Regions from separate parts of the Zea mays genome. Here region 2 is linked to region 1. A link is a contact called in public Hi-C data. All regions are on one chromosome and are shown on one strand. Each heading gives the region's core, a stretch centred on a gene start, on an enhancer-like site or on the middle of the called end of the contact. The rest is flanking DNA. Distances are from core to core; before and after follow the strand shown. Region 1 holds the start of LOC100217218. Region 2 holds the start of pht2 (phosphate transporter protein2).

The links. A called contact is a pair of places that touch in the nucleus more often than the background predicts.
Region 2: a Hi-C map of leaf shows a contact between it and region 1, with 8 times the contacts expected there. The contact joins the promoter of pht2 here to the promoter of LOC100217218 in region 1. A contact is called at or near these places in 4 of 25 Hi-C or Micro-C datasets (bundle sheath, ear, leaf and 1 more).

What each region holds. Positions count from the first base shown.
Region 1 is chr1:242,060,064-242,064,404 of Zm-B73-REFERENCE-NAM-5.0, reverse strand. It overlaps LOC100217218, which reads right to left and starts at 2,358. Exons shown (of 5, transcript NM_001366163.1): 1 at 2,017-2,358; 2 at 1,718-1,859; 3 at 1,557-1,623; 4 at 1,261-1,483; 5 at 1-71. The coding sequence starts at 2,078.
Region 2 is chr1:242,286,721-242,291,455 of Zm-B73-REFERENCE-NAM-5.0, reverse strand. It overlaps pht2 (phosphate transporter protein2), which reads right to left and starts at 2,965. Exons shown (of 1, transcript NM_001112346.2): 1 at 1,082-2,965. The coding sequence starts at 2,897. The coding sequence ends at 1,272.

The DNA.
Region 1 (4,341 bases), core at 1,109-3,608:
TCCACAGGCTGCCCGGCTTCACCTCCTCCAGGCAGGCGCGACAGAAGGGGCAGGACTTCGATTTCTCGTTCCTGTAGTGCAAAGAGCGAACGAACTTGTGTTATGACGACCCCGGCCCACCATTAGGATCATCATCACTTATAATAGCTTCGATACAGATTGTTTGAGTGAATGGTATGAATATGATAGGTTGGGAGCACGGGTAATGGAAAGGTCAGATTTGTCAGGCTTGATGATGATGATGATGATGCATCCAAAGCACAAAATATCTAGGGTGTAGTCAAATATTGGCTGAAGGGAGTGGAAGATTATCTCTAGTAAAGCACAAAATATCCAGTGGAAGATAAAGACTGGAAAAGAGAGAGCCAAGCTTATCCTGACCCAACAAAGAGGTGAGCTGAATGGAAGTGCCATTAAACCAGATTTCATCAGACCGCTTCATCTGCTACTAACCGACTATATACATTGAATCTTTTGAAGAAGAAAAAAAAACTACAACTTGAATCTTAAACGACAAGGTCAAGATAAATATTACCGCTGCACCCATGGTACTCCCTCCATAATTTTTTTCTATTTGAGGTTTTGTAGTTCATTTCCGTACTGTTTGGCGTCAATTATGAAAGGATGGAGGCAGTATAACACAAAAAATGCAGGGGTTTGCTGTTCTGACGAGAGTCATCATGCAACCAAAATGAAAGTGATGCTCCAGCCATAACTGCTCCTTGTGGTACCAAGTTACCAACTCGGAAGCAGACTACTGATTCGATAGAAAGCTCCCTACTCTTTCCTAGCATAATAATGGTATTTTCAGTTCAAGTTGCTTTGATGAACAGCCTGAATCAAGAACTTAAAATTCTGTCAAATGACTAGAGATGTAGAGATAGACCATCTGACACTCAAAAGGCTCCAAACCGACCACCTACACTGAAATTGCCTCATTCAAAAAAAACGGTGACACCAATTTTCAAAAAAGAAAAAAAGAAAACAGCACTTCATAAAGAAATATAATTCCACTAAAAACAAATTTCCCATGTTCCCCAATCCAGAGTTTCAACATTCTGCTTCAGAAAACATTATGCTTTAGAACCCACGAGAAGTACTTGACTGTAATTCTGCTTCAGAACCCGTGAGAAATAGTACTTTGCCATCCATAAGCTAACATGACCAAATTTGTGTAAATGTGGAACATAAAAAAATCAAACTTCATGCACGCTTATGGACTCGGCCAAAGATTTTAAGCTAGGAGAAAAGAGATATTACCAATCCTCAAAGCACCGCATGCAGAGCATGTGGGCACAGTCGGGCAGCACGACCTTGGGGCTAACCTCGAGGCAGATCCCGCACTCGAGCTCCCTCTCCGTGTCCACCTCCGAGAGCTGCTCATCCCTGCTCCTGAATTTCTTCAGGCAGAGCTTCCTCTGCTTCCTGTCGTCCAGCTCGGTGATGCCACTCGGAAGCTGCAGCAGCGACGGGAAAATGACGCCTGCCATTGCGCAACGCCGTCAGAACCGACAGTTAGTTGTTCGAGGAAGAGAGGAAGGGGGTGGGTTAATTACCGTAGAACTCCCTGATGCTGGCCTCCATCTCCCAATCAGGAAGCGCCGACGAGCCGTCCGCGCACACCTGCCGGAGAAACGGCAACTCAGCAAGCCAACTCGTGGAGTGAAAACCCTAATCGAGCACGGGCACGAGCTAGCAGGGTGCAAGGCGGCGATACCTTGTATAGCATAACCTTGAGGAGGCCGAGCGCGCCGGCGAGCTTGCAGTCGGTCCACTGCAGGAGGAAATGCGCGACGGCGCTGTACGCCACCCGCATCTGGATGACCGAGCCGTCGTAGTCCCTCAGGAATTCCGACGCCCTGCTCGCATCGCACAAACAAACAACCCCCGCCATCGCGAAAAAAAAGTCATTCAGTCATCCAAAAACGTCGAAGAAGAGTAAAAGATTCCGCCTTTAACGTGAGCAAGCAAAGGGAAAGGGGGCGAACAGGAAATCCCGCTCCCTGGAGGACTCACATCGCATTGGCGTGATCGATGTCGGCCTGGAGGGCCTTGATGGAGTCCTGAAACTTGCGCATCGGCGCGTTCCACTTCCACCGCCGGGGACCCCCCTCCTCCGCCTTGGTCTTCGCTTCCGTCAGTACTTGCCTCCCGCGCGGAGAGCAGAATCGCACGGAAGGGACAAAACAAACCCCGACTAAACCTCGCCGCGTCCCGCCCCTTGTGCCTAAACCCGGCGATTAGATTTGGACTGGGGCGGATTGGACTGGAACGGCTTGCTTTTGAGTTCGTTCGCCCTCCGGCCCTGGATTGGGGTTCCTATTCGTACCCTTTTTTTCGAGCTCGCTGGATTGTTCTGGCCGACTCCGAGTCCAACTCCGAACCGAGACCCTTTTGTTGCCACACTCGTGGGGGGCCGCCGGGGGCGAGACCGCGAGAGCGACGACGAGGAACAGTGTCCTTGGGTGAGCCCGCACGGCAGTGGTCCACGGGCCCCACCCACATCTCGGCACACCTGACGCTCCACGTTTTACCACTGAAAGGTGGGGTCAAATAACCACGTGGTCCCATCTGTCATTCTTTAGATAGAGGTTGCGCAGATAACTTCGTGCTGCGACGTGCCCATGCGGGTCCCACGAAAAAAAATCCCAAAAATATCCATCCTCGGCGGGTCGCTGTCACGCGCGGTCCTCGGCACGCGCAGATGGAATGATGGACAGACAGACCATCCACCCACGTCACCGACGCGCGGGGCCCGCCGGTGTCCAGGCCAACATGGCAGGTTCGCTGCCCGGATATTTATGGCAGCCCAGCCGTCCTCGACGCCGTGGGAGGAGGAAAGGGACGGAAAGAAACCAGTGGGCTCTGGTTTCCGTGAGGCGCTCGCCGACGACGCCCGCGGCCCGCCCTGGTTTGGGGGAGGTTTGGGGGGAGGGCCGGTGTGGGACCGTTGTGTCCTTATCCAAGATTCCGAGGCCATGATTGGCAGGATGGCCTGGTCCTGGTGAGGTTTCGTGACGTCTGTGGCTCAGTGGCTGAGGCTGACCCATCCACCAAGCCTGGTTGATGAATGGCGATGTCACATGTTTTCATTACCGGATAGAGATGTCAGATGGAAGTATTATAATTCAGGCCTCTGTCTTGAACCAATGATAAACGATTTTTTTTTTTGGCCAAGATTCTTTTTCATGGTACTGCCCTAGCCCCTAGTTAGCTTAACTCTTCTGCGTCCTGTAAATCGAAGGTGTTCGAAAACTATTGTATGGAATTATATAGCCATATCAATAGATTTATTGTTACGCACGTTTCTAAAAAAATACCGAACGGGTCTTGTTGGATTAATTAGCACTAAAAATTAACTGGTTACTAATATAATAATGCATACTAGTATTTTTTTAGGCCGAAAGGCCATTTAAATCCACCTGCTAATAGTTGGTCGGACAACAAATTAAAGGTACATAAAAATATTAGTATCTTTGTGTAACGACTTTAAATCGGCGAATAAGGCTAGCTAATAATTAGACATGTACAACCTAGATACTATATTGTATATACCTAAAAAAAAGCCCGTCATACAACCTAATGTATCGAAGTCTTTTATCTTATTCATACCCTCGAGATACAATTCATTTATGTGGATTGTATGGTAAAACCATATCTTTTAGACTTAGAACCGTGCTAAATACGTTTCTTCACTGAGATATATATCTTGTGTTTTTTCACTAAACTCCTTAGATACTCCTTAAGATACGAACCATTTATGTGGATTATATATACACAGGGCAATCCACGTAAATAAGTCGTGTCTTAAGAGGTTTTGATGAATAAAATATAATGCTTAAATACATTAGGTTGTATGAACAAGCTTCTTAAATATGTCTAGTATTTGGAGTACTACAATATAGTATCTACATTATATATGCCCATAGTAGGTTTGTTTGTGAGAGGCGATAGAGCTGGTTTTGTTGCACGTGACACATACGTCGAGTCTAAATCTAAACTATAAAATTTCCGAAATATTTCAACCTTGTCAATACCCTCAAGCACAAAAGTACAAAAACCTCACGAAAAAAAAACAAAGGTATACAAACCTGTGCGCCGTAGGTCCAAGCTTGCCCCTGGTATTGGTATCCAAAAACAATTCCATATAGGTATAGTATTGGTGTTACGAGTAAAGGGACAGATCAAAGTCATCGTTACATCCACCAGGTCATAAGGGACTGCATGTGTTCATTTACCAGTCGATGTGGCCGTCCTCGTGCGTATCTTAATCAAAGATTCAAAGGCATGCTTGAATGCTAGTCACGTATTACCACAACTCACCATAAGTAAAAGCGACAG
Region 2 (4,735 bases), core at 1,716-4,215, 230 kb before region 1:
CAACTAAGCTATATGCTTCATCATTGATTTTTCCCCACAGGGGTTTTATGCATGATGATTACAAGCATATTTTCTTTTGGATTTTAAGTGGGATTATTCTCATTATCCAAAAGATATTGTGTACTCCTTATTTTTCCCACAGGGTTTTTGAGGAGATGGTACATTGAAAGACGACTTGCAGATGATCAAATGGATTTGGGTTGATCAAGGGGAAGTGTTACGAAATATGCACATGTGATCAAACCCATCCGATGGGTTACTGCCCAAGGGTCGCACCCCTTGGGAAAGTACCCCTGCAGTCTGTATATAATCAATGTTTCACTGCAATAAAGACTTACAACTGTCATTTCCTTTCTACTCTCTGTGTCTCGTTTACACTTATTCCAACACTTATTCCAACACACACCACGGTTCATCTCAATGGCGTGTGTGCGTGTGGCGCATCATTCACCTCTTTCGACTTAATAACATGTGCACATATTTGTCACCTACTTGAGCTAAGGTAATCTTTAGTAAAACTTTTAGAGCTGATTTGGTGATCAGAAAAATGGAAGAGATTTATAGGGAGAAATCTCATTGCTATTCAATTTTAAATAGCAAGGGGATTCATCCTCCATGAATCCCTCCATTTACCTGGTCACCAAACTAGCTCTTATAACAGACTAGAACCTTATTTCACTTAACATTTAATTTTAACCTTAAGTATCATATCATTTTTGTTGAATAAAACTATGCTAAGCCCAATTGAAACCAACATTTTCTATCATGGTATTGTGAAGCTTCAACTCTTTTAGCACAATTATTTGTGGGCCGGCCAATGTGCAGCACAGGTAGCAAGCAAAATACTTGTTACAGGGGGTGAGGGGGGTGTGTCGGCCAATGCGGAAGCACATGGAGCAAGCAAAGGTAGGCGTGTGTTTGACGATGAGGGCACAGCGTCATGCGATGGATCGTGTCGTTTTAAACTAAATTAAAATATGAACTGTTGCATTTAGTTTAGTGATTTTGAATTTAGATTATTTGTATGAACTGCTAATATATATAATATTTGTGGACTAGATGATGCAATGGAGCTGGAGTTGCTGTACGTAAGGTTGGATATAATAAATACAAGCGTGTAAGTTCACTTACTTTCCCGCCTATAACACACATGCACCTGTACGAACTACTTCTGCACAGCAAAGCATCGGCAGGCTTGAACCGGCGCGCCTTGTCTTCCCAGTCGGGCCCCAGGATGGAGGACCCGTGTGCACGCGTCGCCATGTTCGATTCTACACCATCTGGGTCCCCGACGGCCGCACCGCGCGGGTGCCGACGGCGTCGTCCTCGGCGTCGTCAGCCTCCCCGGACATCTCCTCGAGCGACTTACCCTTGGACTCCGGCACGAGGAAGGTGAGGATAAAGCCAAGCAAGTTGGAGGCAGCGAGGACGAAGAGCGAATTGCGTACGCCGATGCCCGCGGGGTACCCGGCGTCCGCCTTGCTCTTGTCCTGGTTCTGCGCCGCGTACAGGAACCCAAAGGCCCCGATGATGGCGCCGGCCTTCCCCGAGGCGGCGGAGATGCCGTGGCATGTGGACCGCAGCCGCGCCGGGAAGATCTCGGCCGGCACGATGAAGGTGGTGCTGTTGGGGCCGAAGTTTGCGAAGAAGAAGGTGAAGGCGTACATGACGACGAAGCCGATGTGGTTGCCGGGCGTGGTCCAGTGGTGGTAGGGGATGGCGAGGCCGAGCATGAAGACGGTCATCATGAAGAAGCCGAGCAGCTGGATGGCGAAGCGGCCGACGACGTCGATGAGCGCGACGGTGAACCAGTAGCCCGGGACGGTGCCGCAGAGCGCGATGAGCGTCTGGGCGCGGGAGATGCGGAACACCTCCTCCAGCGCGCTCATGGTGTTGGCCTTGGGGATCCAGTTGATGCTGGTGAAGATGTCCTTCTGGAACAGGTTCTGGCTGTAGAAGGCGATGTCGAGCAGGAACCACGTGGTGGAGGTGCCGACGAGGTGGAGCCCGTGGCGGCGCGCGAACTCCCTGGAGAAGAGGCCGAAGGTGTTGCTCTCGGCGGTGACCATCTCGTCCAGCTTCTCCTGCTCGTCGACGATCTCCGTCTGGAGCACCCTGGACATGTCGGCCGCGGCCTGCTTGGCGTTCTTGGCCACGAGCGCGGTGTAGCGCGCCGTCTCGGGCATCTTCATCCGCCAGTAGTAGGTGAGCATCGCCGGCGCGGCGCCCAGGATGAGGATGATGCGCCACACGTAGTCGGCCTGCGGCACGGTGGAGTTGAAGTGGTCGTCCCTGTACGCCGGGGCCGGGTACCCCGCGCGGAAGGCGGCGGAGATGACGAGCGTGACAATGCCGCCGGCGAGGATGCCGAAGCCCTGCATGGCGAAGACGGCCGCGATGAAGGCGCCGCGGGTCTTCTTGTTGGCGTACTCGGACATGATGGTCGCCGACAGCGGGTAGTCCCCGCCGATGCCGAACCCGAGCCAGAAGCGGAAGAAGCAGAGCGTGGCCATGACCCCCGTGGGCGTGTGGCCGAACGAGAGGCCCGACGCGACGGAGCAGATGACCATGAGCATGAGCGTCATCCCGTACACGCTCTTGCGCCCGAGCTTGTCCCCGAGCCAGCCGAAGAAGAGCTGGCCGGCCAGCGTGCCGCAGAAGGCGACGCCGTTGACAGCCGCGGCGACGTTGGGCGGCAGCGAGCCCGGGTTGTCCTTGCTGGTGTCCGTGTAGTAGATGCGCCCCAGCAGCTTGGTGACGAGGGAGATGCAGAAGAGGTCGTAGGCGTCCGTGAAGAAGCCCATGCCGGCGACGATGATGGCCGTGAAGTGGTACCACTGCGTCTTCGCCGCGTCCAGCGCGCTGAGCACCTGCAGGCCGTCCCCGCCGCGCGCCATGGCGGATGCTATAGCCGGCTAGCTGCCCTGCAATGCAACGACAAGCGCGGTGGTCCGTGGTGGTGTTGGTGTGCACAAATGGCGCGGCCGGACACGGATATATATGCAGTCTGCTGCTCGGTCCGCGGATCCTCCTAGGCGGAATATTTTACTCTGCTTGTGGGTGGCCGCTGGCCGCTGGCGCCCGCCGTTTAGTTTAGACTAGGAAGTCGGGTGTCACTGTGTCAGCCTGCCTGCATGCGGCCGGCGACGACTGGGATGGGCATGGGAATGGGATGGCTCATGGCTGGCATGACCGTACTCGCACGCACGCGTTTGCTCGAGTTGCTCGCGCGCCCGCACCGATCACAATCAGTTTGACAACAGAAAAGAAGATGCTTTCATCCTTTTTTTATTTTTATTTACGTCGATTCCTATTGTCTGAATTTGAAATTGAATTCACCCCGTGTGTGGCGTCATCCAGACATCCAGTTGATTACTACGATGAGTGTGAGGTGTGGACGCAGCTAGTACTTGTGAATACAGTAGCAGGCTAAGAGCATCTCCACTCTTCATTTTTTCTCTCTATTTGACTATCTATTTACATTTTCATAAAGACTACACTCTATATATAGCATCTCAGCCCAACAGACTATCTATCTAGTTTGGCTAGTCAGGTGGCTAACCAAATTTAGCTAGTGAGAGAGACAATTTACAGAGTCAGATAACTTGCTAGTCAAATAGCTAGTCTGTTGGAGATTTAATTTACTATTGAGTAGCTAAAATTTGGTTTGACGAGTTATTTAGTTAGTCTCTTGGAGATGCTCTAAAGCTAGCAGCACACATCATCGTCGACGACTTGGCGTCTCCCCTAAGCGTGCAGCGCTAGGCAGCAAATTCAACGGATACTGGCCTTAGAAAAGCAGTGGATATCGTTGCAACATGAATTTCTCAACTTCAACTACCATTGACAAGTTTACAAGAACATAGCTTCTCTGGGTCATGCAAACATTATGTTGAGCACTATATTTGGCATCTGGACACGACTGGACGGTCCGTCTATGTGACCCACACGGCCCGTGTCCCGAACAGTTTGACACCCAGGCACGACCGGACGGTCCGACTATGTGGCCCGAACGGTCCGCGCCTTGAATAGTCTGCGGGTATAGTTTGGATGGTCCACGATTAGATTAACTCGATCGAAATGTCCTTTTCCCGCGTGTGCTTATCCAACTAATCACACTAATCTATTATCATTACCTTTACATTCTTGCCTTAGGAGTAGCAGTAATTTAGTCTAGATTAGTCTTCCTCATCTCAATGTTCACCTCTCTACGACTTTACATCGTTTATAGGCGTCTTGGGTGACTTGTCGACACCAAGACAATCCTAGGATCTTTCCTCTCTTGACGCGGTCCCTTCCAAGGGCGAGATCTAGGTTCTATAGGAGATCCACAAAGCCATCTGCGCGCCTCACGTTTTTTGGCGCCCCAAAAGCGAGCCAACATGTTTTTTGGCGACTCCACTATGAAAAAGGGTGTTTAGATCTACTAAAAATCGACCCCCCACATGGCTGGTTCCAAAGATCATATCAATGTATCCAAACTCGGTGGAGGAGAGAAAGATCGCCCTCCCAATATTATATTAAGAAGAGATCAAAACATAGTATCGGCCGAGAAAATCCCTGAACCCTGGCCCCCATCACTAGCGAACTGTCACTGCCCATTCCACAACGGCCCAGCCAGAGGGTGCGCGCAGGACGTAACCCGGGTGCGGGCGAGGCACAACAAGGGGATTTTTTTACCAAGCCAGAAAATTGTCCCCGAGGGGGATCGAACCTATGACCTAGAGGTGCTACT